Linked DNA regions of Pan troglodytes: regions 2 and 3 are each linked to region 1. The links are chromatin contacts, called in public Hi-C and HiChIP or PLAC-seq maps. All regions are on one chromosome and are shown on one strand. Each heading gives the region's core, a stretch centred on a gene start, on an enhancer-like site or on the middle of the called end of the contact. The rest is flanking DNA. Distances are from core to core; before and after follow the strand shown. Region 1 holds the start of YPEL4 (yippee like 4). Region 2 holds the start of RTN4RL2 (reticulon 4 receptor like 2). Region 3 has its middle 22 kb from the start of RTN4RL2.

Evidence for each region. A called contact is a pair of places that touch in the nucleus more often than the background predicts. HiChIP or PLAC-seq counts read pairs in DNA pulled down with a chosen protein or histone mark.
Region 2: an H3K4me3 HiChIP or PLAC-seq map of stem cell-derived excitatory neurons shows a contact between it and region 1, with 4 times the contacts expected there. The contact joins the promoter of RTN4RL2 here to the promoter of YPEL4 in region 1. A contact is called at or near these places in 1 of 7 Hi-C or Micro-C datasets (induced pluripotent stem cells) and 1 of 1 datasets of contacts at active chromatin or transcription factors (stem cell-derived excitatory neurons).
Region 3: a Hi-C map of stem cell-derived neural progenitor cells shows a contact between it and region 1, with 4 times the contacts expected there. The contact joins the enhancer-like site here to the promoter of YPEL4 in region 1. A contact is called at or near these places in 2 of 7 Hi-C or Micro-C datasets (induced pluripotent stem cells and stem cell-derived neural progenitor cells) and 1 of 1 datasets of contacts at active chromatin or transcription factors (stem cell-derived excitatory neurons).

The regions. Positions count from the first base shown.
Region 1 is chr9:59,921,576-59,924,798 of NHGRI_mPanTro3-v2.0_pri, forward strand. YPEL4 (yippee like 4) reads right to left here and starts at 1,689. Exons shown (of 5, transcript XM_508436.7): 1 at 1,451-1,689.
Region 2 is chr9:59,732,180-59,735,402 of NHGRI_mPanTro3-v2.0_pri, forward strand. It overlaps RTN4RL2 (reticulon 4 receptor like 2), which reads left to right and starts at 1,787. Exons shown (of 3, transcript XM_016920901.4): 1 at 1,787-2,235. The coding sequence starts at 2,205.
Region 3 is chr9:59,754,636-59,757,858 of NHGRI_mPanTro3-v2.0_pri, forward strand. No RefSeq gene overlaps it. Among named protein-coding and RNA genes, the nearest start is that of RTN4RL2, 22 kb to the left of the region's middle. Within about 2 kb of position 1,711, at least 10 of the 24 cell types and tissues checked have an H3K27ac peak or open chromatin away from gene starts, as enhancers often do. A contact at or near this core is called in induced pluripotent stem cells, stem cell-derived excitatory neurons and stem cell-derived neural progenitor cells, where this site is marked.

The DNA.
Region 1 (3,223 bases), core at 439-2,938:
GGGCACAAGGCAGAAAATGTTTCTTTCTACCTTCTCCCAGGGGCAGGGACAAACAGCAGTGACTCTGTGGGTGACTGAAGATGAAGTAATTGCTGGGTTCTGATTAGGAATAGAGGAAGATTGCCTTCTGCCCACGCGCCAGCCTCCGAGTGGCTGAAGGTGCTGGAGGCAGAGGATAAGAAGGGAGGTGGCCCCTGTTGGCTCCGATAAGCAGGTGAGCTGCTGCTTTCTCCTTCATAGGGCTTCCCAGCCCACTGTGGGTGGTTAGCCTAAGTCTGGTTCAGAGATGCCAGCTGGGCACTCTGGCAATGCTAGAGCACTAAGCAGAGAAGAGGCAGTGTTGGCTCTGGTTAGCCAGGGCATACAGGCTCTCCTCGTCCTGTCCTCCGCAGTGGCCACAAGCACCCAGCTGTTCCACTCTCTCTGAAGGCCGCCAGGCAGTCTCTCCGCAAAACCTCCATAGAGACTATCTTCAGTTTCAGGTCCTCTCCTCCGGACTGGGCCCCAGGAAGACACCTTGGGCTGAGTTCAGGGTGACATTGGGCTCCGGCTGCAGGAAACGGGCCCTCCTCGCCAAGAGACCACCTTTCAGTCTCTGCTTCACAGGTTTGCCTTCAACTTTGCCAGCGAGTTCCCCTCTGACATGCACCACCTTGAAACACCTTCTTCAAGGGGCATGGGGAATGGGGCAGCTTGGGTCCCCAATCCTGAGCTCCTTCTCCAGCCTCCGGCCGTCACGCCTCCCTCCCTCTCCCCTAATTCCCAGTCAAGCCAAGGAAAGGCTGCACAGAAGGCCAGAGAATCACAAAGGGGAGTAGGGGTCATTTTTTCACCCATCTCGGATCACAGGGAGAAGCAAGTTGGGCAAATGACTGGAGAAAAAACAAAGGCAAGCCGAGTGCTGGGGAGAGATGTTCCCCTGAAGTGAGACGGGGCTGGACCGTAGGAGAAAGGGGAGAGGGAGGGCTGGCGGGGGCAACTGACAGCTGACAGCAGAGGCGCCGAGGCGGAGGCTGGAGGAACCAGGTGCGAATCTCGTGCTTCTCAGGGGGGAAAAGGAAAGGGGGGGACACCTGCTCACAATGGATTTTCTCATCTGCTCTGAGGTTTTGGCACCCCCCAGGCTGGTATTCTCAGTATGGTATGGTCCAAATAATTAGCAGCACCGCCAGCTCCCAGGGCAGGCTTTGGGGGTCTGCACCAGCAGCAAAACAATAAACAGTGATGCCTGATGCTGCAGCCAAAGTTGCCGGGAAATAAGTGCGGGAATCGTCAGAGCTTGGAGAGGGATGGAGGAACCGAGAGAGAGGAGCGGAGGCAGCGGGGAGGGGGAAGGGAGGACAAAGGGTGGATGAATAATGCTTTTGCAAAGGGGAGAAAGCAACACGCAGCAGGAGGAGGAAATTTGCAAAGAGAAAAAAATTCATTTGGAGAAGGGCTGCCCCCTCACCTTGAGGTCTGCTCCAGAGATCTCCGTCTATCTCTCTCTCTCTCTCTCAATCTCTCAATCTCTCTGCTCACTCTTCTCTCTTCTCTTTCCGCTCCTTCAATTGGGAAGGGGATGGGGGTGGGTGGGGGGAGGGTAGTTGGGGGCTCAAGACTGGGGCTGCAAAGCTGGCCAGCTGCTGGGGGGGCAGAGGTTGTCTCTCGTTCTGTACCTCGGTCTGTGGGTGAATGTGGCTGTGTGTTGTGGAACTGCATCATAACACTGTGAGTCATCCATCCCCCCCACCCCCCCTCACCTCCCACGTCAGAGCAGGGCTGGGAGACACAGGAGGCGGGTCGGAAGGAAGGGAGGGGGTAGGCATCAAGGGATGGGGCTAGAGGAGTGGGGGCCGAGGGACAAGGCGGCGATGGTGGGCAAGGGGAGAGGCAGGTTGTTAAGGAGGAAGGCAGTGTGGCCAAGGAGATACGAAGAACCTGGGGGAAGGACAGGGCTGGGCAAGGATGCAGTGAGGGTGGCAGGGCTGGAGGAAAGGAGGTGGCAAGGCTGGTGAAGGAAGAGATGGATGCAGAGTGAGGGAGCACACACACATTTAAGATGATACACTTTCCCATTTCAGCTTGGACACCAGCCCTGAAGCAGGGAAAAGACAGATGTACTAATTGTCATGGATGGCAAACTGTGCCCCCAAACTTGTACCAAGCCTCAAAGCCTTGGTTTAATACTCCTGAAGGAGTAATAGACCCAATGTGACATTTTGCATGCAGGAACCCCTTAACAGCTACCTCCAAATTATGCGTGCTTCATGAATGGAGACACCTACATTATATGAAGTTCTCTATTGGGCTGTAAACTTCCTGAGACAGGCCTTCTGGGAAATTACTCTCTATATCCCAGGACTGCAATGTCCAGTGCAGACCCGTGCATTTAGATGTTTCCAAAATAGCGGTTGTTTCCACGGCATTATGTTCTGCTGGCCTAGAGGTCTTAGTTCCAGAGGGAGGAATGCTGCCACCAAGAGACACAACAATGATTCCATTAAGCTGGAAGTTAAGATTGCAACCCGGCCACTTTGGGCTCTTCTTACTTTTAAGCCAACTTGCTAAGAAGGGAGTTACAGTGTTTGACCCAGACTATCAAGATGAAATCAGTCTACTACTCCACAATGGAGGTAAGGAAGGATGCGTGGAATACAGGAGATCACGTAGGGCGTCTCTTAATATTACCATGCCCTGTGATTAAGGTCAATGGGAAACTGCAACAGCCCAATCCAGGCAGGATGACAAATGGCCCAGACCCTTCAGGAATGAAGGTTTGGGTCACTCCATCAGGTAAAAAAACATAATCTGCTGAGGTGCTTGCTGAAGGCAAATGGAATTCAGAATGGGTAATCGAAGAAGGTAGTCATCAATACGAACTATGACCATGTGACCAGTTGCAGAAATGAGGACTGTAATTGTCATGAGTATTTCCTCCTCCTTTTGTTAGGAACATGTTTGTGCATATATACACTTGTATTAAGAAAATATCTTCATTTTATTTCCTTTCTTTTGCCTTTATCATGTGACATAAGACTTACTGACTTGATATCAGCACTTAAGTGTTGTTAACTCTATGTAATAGCATTTGGGTTGGGGATTGGTGCGTTTCCGGTTGTACAAAGGATAGCTGTATTATGTTAAGCGTAATTATGACCTTATTATTGTCCTTATTTGAAGATCATGTATGATTTCAGGAGACGTGTATGGGTTCAAGTTGACAAGGGGTGGACTGGTGATG
Region 2 (3,223 bases), core at 537-3,036, 190 kb before region 1:
CCTGGGGAAACGCAGGGTCCTGTCCTGCCTCCTGGAAATAGGGGGAGCCCGGGGTGAGGGAAGACGGGAGCCCCAGAGACTTTTCTTTCTGTTTCTACCTGATCCGAAAACGAGAGGGGCGGGAAAGGAAATTTAGGGGCACAGAGAGGAGCTGGGGGGCCGAGAAGGTCCGAAAATGGAACCAGCAGGGGGCACCCGAGAGCCGAGGTGCCCGCGGGCCGGGAGCCTGGGAATGAAACTGGGGAAGAGGGGGAGAGAAAGGGAGGCAGAGACACCGAGACACACAGAGACGAGAGACAGAGACGCAGGGAGCCCCGCGGGGAGGAGGAGAGAGACGAAGACACAGAGAGACAGTGAGAAAGACAGAAGACCGGGCAGGGAAACAGACGAGTAGAGACAGAAAAGGTCCGAGAGAGAGTGAGGGAGGGAGGGAACAGAGAGACAGAGACCACGAAATATGAGTAAGAGTCGGAGGAGAAAACCAGAGAAATCGAATGAGAACGCGAGAAGAACGAGAGACCGTGGAAGGAGCAGAGAATGAATGGGAAGAATAAGACCAACATTTATCAAGAGCCGACTGTATGCCAGGCACTGCATTGGACCCTGGCACGGATAGGAAAGGAGGAGCCGCGGCGCGGGCAGCGGGGCGAGGGGCTTTCGTGCTCGCGGGAGCGGCAGCCCAGGGGGCTCAGCAGCCCCGGCACCGCCGCACCTGCGGCTCCAGCAGCCCCAACCCCGCCAGCGCTGCCTGGCCACCGTACCCGAAGCGGCTCCCCAGAGGGCCCCGAGCCTATCCTACGCCGGGGCGGCTCCGCGGACGCGCCGGGCCGAGTCAAGACCTGGGTCAACCGCCCTGCAGCCTTTGTAGGGAAGTGCCTAGGTGATGGGTCTGCTGATACCGCCTGTGACCAGGCCACGAAGGGCCAGAGGGGCTCCAGTGAGACCATAATCCGCCCCTCTTTAAAAGGGGGTAGAGGAAGTTCACGCGAAGCCAACAGTCTTCTCCCCAGCTTTGGGTCCTTTCCTGCACCCCCGCGGGAGATAAGGTCTCCCCTCCCGGACACATCATACATACACAAAAAAACGCACACACTCGCACGCGCGCCCATCTCGCACCCGCTTGTAAATGCACTAAGGGGCATACACACACCGGGCACATATTTCTTTCCACCCATCCCCAAGATCGCAAGCGCAAAACCTCGCACAGCCTCACGTTTCCCACCAGCTCAGACATGCACGCTGGCGGACTTTCAGCGGCTCACCCGTGTGCACACTCACGTGCCCCCCCGCTTCCCCAAGCCCGTACAAAGGGTAACGGGCAAGCATCCTGAGTCACACCTGCACAAGCATCCTTGCGCGCACGTGCACGCTCATATGCACTCGATCTTGCACGCACAAACTCTTGCATATACTATTCTTATAGTCGCACACTGGGCTTGAGGTCTGGGAGTGGAAGGAAAAGTGGAATCTTGGAGCTGTCCCAGGGGACAGAAATGCTGGAGGCTGGGACACTGGCGCGAGGGACGCGGCTGGGGGCGGGGGAGGGGGTGACCCAGAAGCTCATCTTCTCCTGGAAAGTTGGGAGGGGGGAACAGGACAAGTCCACGGGGTTCCCCTAAACTACCGCATTCCCCCAAGAAGGGATTTCTCTAGAAGAGTGGCGCCGAGAGGACGATCGAACACAGTCCTCCGGGTCGCTTAAGCGGGGGGGGGGGGGGGGGGGGGGCGGGGTGGAGGGGGTTAGAAAGCCGCTCCCGCCTCCTAGTGGTGGAGAAAGGGTTAAGTCGGCAAGCCAGCAAACGAGGGAGGAGCCAGCGAGTGCGGGAAGGAGTGGGGGTGGTTGGGAAGAGCTTCCTCGCTGTCCCCACTCTCCCTCGGCTAGCAGCCTGGGCACACGGACCGACAGACTGACGGACTCTCGAGCGGACAGCGCAGCTAGCGGGGCGCGGGCGCTGGGCGTCGACGGCCAGCCCCAGCCTTCCCCGCCCCGTCGCGCCCCGCCCCGTCCCGTCGGGGCCGATGGCTCCTCCCGAGGCCCGCAGCCCGGGCGGCGCAGGGTAGAGCGCCGCGGCCCGGCCACGCAGCCCGGGGACTCCCGGGCCCTCCCGGAGCCCCGCGGGGTCCCCGCCGTGCATCCGGCGGGCTCAGGGAGCGAGTGGGAGCGCCCTCCCCCCGCTGCCCCCTCCCCCGAGCATCGAGACAAGATGCTGCCCGGGCTCAGGCGCCTGCTGCAAGGTAAGAACGCCAGCGGCGGGAGAGCGGAGGGCATCCTGGGGAGAGAAGCAGGGCGTCCCCTCTTTCAGGGATTGAGGGTGGGGCAGTTGGGGAGGTGGGGTAACCTGGGGAAGGGGAAAAGCTCAGCGCTGGGGCCGCGCCCCCGCCGCCAGGGCTGTTCTCAGCAGGAGGGCACTTGGCTGGGAGCCCGCGGGCGCGTGCGAGGAGCTCGTGACCGAGGTGGGACGCAGGGGGCAGGGGGACCCGGCCCGGAGCGGGGAGGGAGGCTCAGGTTCCGCTGTCCCCGCTCCACCTGCTCCGGGGGACGCTGAGGACTCGGGCCGGCTGGGGAAGCGCCGACTCAGCAACTCCTCCTGCCCGGTGCCTCAGCACTTTCTGGCCACCTGGGAAGACAGGAGATGTGGGTAGGGGGCTGTCTGGGGAGGTAGGAGGCGCAGAGGGAAATCCAAGTGGCCCTCTCTGGTAGGAGAGATGGAGGGCGCTAGAAAGAGGATAGTTCTACTGATTGAGTGACAGATAAGGGTGTGGGCCAGAGATTGGGGGTGGGGTGGGGAGGGGTCAGGGGGAGAGGGATAGGAAGGAGAACTCAAAGATGGAGAAAGTGGTGAGGGAAGCTCAAAGGAGGAGGGAGATGGAGCGGGGGAGGGGGAGAAGGAATAAAGGTTAGACGGGAAAAGCGTGGAGGGAAGTGGGAAGAGGGAAGGAGAGGAAAGACCAGATCAGGGGAGGGATGGGAAGAAGACTATGGACAGGGACCCAGAATCCTGGGATGGAGGTAGCGGGAAAGAGAATCAGGACTGGGACCCTGGGGACTGGAATGGAAAAGGAGAATGGAAAGATCAGAAACCAGAGAAGGATGGGGATGGTGACTAGAGAAGGGGTATCAGGAACCGGAGAAGAGGGTTGGAGACAGGGAACCATGGATGGGAGAGGGGCTGGAGAGGAGGGAAGAGGAGGAGGAAGAGAAAGGCTGAGAGAGAGGGACTGG
Region 3 (3,223 bases), core at 461-2,960, 170 kb before region 1:
TGTTTTTGTTTTTGTTTTGTAAGCTGGGGACAATAGTGCCAGCCTAAATCAATTTGTTGTGGGGACTCAGTGCAGTAGCCCATGGCAAGGTGACCTACATGCTTGCTGTTATTATTCTCTTTCCTCAAGTTCTGCCTCCCTCTTCCAGCTTTTCTTCCAACCCCAAAGATGTCTCTGGCTATTGCTTCGAAGGTAGGAGCTTTGGTTGGTTCTCCCCTTTCTCTTCAGGCCCAAACTCCCCACCTCAAGATCCTTTGGCCTTTGTAGAAACTTCAGGTGAGGAGGTGGCAGAGAAATAAGAAAGTGTGCAAGGCTGGTGGAGTGAGAGAGGAGGATAGATGGTAAAGCCCTAGCAGAGGGGAGGGAAGTGGGCAGTGGAGAGAGGAAGGGAAGACCCTGCTCAGAGAGAGAAGAGCCAGGCACAGACTCCTTCCTTCCTTCCTTCCTTCCTTCCTTCCCTCCCTCCATCTTCTCCACGCCTGGTATCATCATACAGAAGCAGAGAGGACTGCACTTGGTGAAAGTTTCAATTCTCCTGTGTGGAGAGGTGAGCACTGAGGAAGGGGTGGGGGCTGTCAAAGGAGACTTACCCAATCTTTCCAGCCCACCAATCCCTTGCCCAGTGTTTCTATAAAATAAGGGCCTTTTGCATCTGATTTAAGTAGGAAGCTGATTCCTGAGCCCCTCAGATCTGCTGAATCAGACAGCTAAGGGGGCCCTGGAATCTGCATTTTAGCAAGTGGAGGTGGGTTATGAAGCACTCCAAAGTTTGAGACACGCCTCAAAGGTGGAGTGGTTCTGTGGGGGGCAGAAAGGAAAATGCAAAGGGGGAAGGGGTCACACTTGGGGAAGGTTTCAGACAATACCGAGTGGAAAGGGTGATGCCAGGTGTGGGGAATAACAGATAGAGGAGGCAAAGTGAGTGGAGACCAAGCCAGACTGGGGAGGAGGGGGCCACAGCCAAGGTGAGACAGGTCAGCAGCCAGAAACCGAAGCAGACACTTGCAGGGTGCACCCCGCCCTCTCTTCGTGGCAATCTGAGACCGAGGACGTGGAGACCCTGGAGAGCCCCCCACCTTGTTTCTGGGGCGGGGGTCAGAGAGGAAGCCTCTCATCCCCGGGCACCAGCGGCCTTCCCGGGAGGCTCAACACGCAGATACCTGGATAGGCGTCCATCATTCCCCCGGCCAGAGCCCACCAACGCTCCTCGAGGTCCGACCTTGTCCCTCCTTCTACCCCACAGTCCCCAGTCCTAGCTCATCTGCATAAAGCTCCAATTAACATGTTTTTCCTTTGCTATTTGCGATCCCAGAACTCGTTCCCCACACCGAGCCCGTTTCCCGCCGCCTCCTCGCCCCTGGGAGGGCGGCCCCATTAACCCTCGCGACCCGGGCCGCTCCTGGCGGTCCTGACCCCGCCACCCCGTCCCGCGGTGGGGGTTTGGGGGTGAGGGGCGCGCCCTGGGGCAGAGGATTGCGCGGCAGGGTCTGCCACAGGGCAGAGGCCAGGGCTCTCCGGGAAAAAGGCAGGCGCATATATGCCCCCCTTTCTGGGAAAAGACGGGGAGGGGGGCTTCTCCTGGGAGACTCCAGGCTTCGAAATTCCTCGTTCCCTATCCTCCGGCCCCCGCACCCCTCCTCCTCCCCGCCACGCACCCTCTCCCCTCCCCAGCCATCTGTTCCACTCCGCAGCGCCGCGACAAACACGGCTCCAGCTCGCTTCCGCCCCTGCCCAGCCCCCTCCCCAAGCCCCGGGGAGTGGGGGAGTGAGCAGACGCCCTTCTCCTAGGAGGCCGGAATTTCTGCCTCCATCTCCCACCGGGGTCCGGCTGGCCAGAGGCAAGTTTCGAAACCCCCCACCAACCACCACCACCGTTGCGAGGGCCGGTGAGGCTGCAGATAACGCTTGCAAGGACGGGAGTCGGGGAGGGTGTAGGGCGAGTTTAAAGGACGGGCAGAGCAAGCCCCGGGTAGGGGCTCTGCAGCCCAAGACCCGGGAAGAGGCAGGGGTTTTCCCTCCCGGGTCGCCGCCCCCCGCACCCTCGGAGCCAGCCGCAGCCACGCAGCGCCGCCTGCCGGGCACACCAAGGACCTGGCGCGCACGTGGCGCTTCCCCCCACCCCCGGGTCCGCTCCTGGCTCGCGCTCAGCCTCCCCAGACTATTCGCAAACTGAGGATCCCGGACACAGAGTGCAGAGACCCCGGCAAGCCTACTGAAAGCCAGCCGAACCCGCTGGTGGGTGCTAGCCAATTCTGATTTTGTACTTTGCAAAAACAAAAAAAGTCAGTGTTGGAAGTCGGGAGTCTGGGCTCAGAGCAGCAGGGATCTGCGATGTGACTTTGCCAAGTCTCCAGACCCCTGAGGACAGGTTTTCCTATCTGAAAACGGAGGGGTCAGTCTCTCTTATTAACTTCTCAAGAGAAACAAAGACAAAGGGAGGGAAAATGGCTTAGCTGGAATGCTGTCTTACAGAGCCAACCTTTGGAGGTGGGGGGGATGGCCAAGGCCTCTGAGGTCACTCTTGGCCCCAGGAGCAGCTGAGAACCGGAAAGAAGCTTGGGACCTCCTTTCTGCAGAGCTATCCTTTCCACGGACTGCCGAGGTTCCAAATTGAGCTCCACCACCTAACACTGTGTGCCCTTGGGTGTGTGCCTTAACCTCTCTGGGCTTGTTTCCTACAGCGACAAGAAAGAATGACAACACCAACCTCTTAGGCTATAGTTTGGATAAAATGAGATAGCTGTGTAGAACAGACAGATCCTAAACCAATGTTAGTTTTCCCTTCATTTGGGGACTTGCTCTAACCTCCAGGGCTTATGTCCCAGAGGCACAAGCAGGTGCAGGGCTGGATAAATAAGGTATGTCTTTCTGCAGGATCTCTTGTCCTCACTGATGGTGTCTTCTCTTGATATAGATAATTTTAAAGCTTCACGTTATTTATTTATTTACTTTAAAGCCTCACTTTAATGTTAAAGGTAAATGTAAATATAGTATAACAAGGAAGCTCAAAATTTGCATAAGGTTTTAAGATAAAATAGGAGACTCCAAAAAAGTGTTACTTTCGGCAGGCCCTAGGGATGCTATGGTGGGAAGTTTGAGTCATACCTTAGCATTCTTTCTAAAGCATTCTGTCCTAATCCTCTGTATGGAGAAAAGCCAGCTTCCTGGATGTACCCCAAATCCTGGGAAGTAGGGGGCAGGAGCTGGACTCCCTCCAAGCACT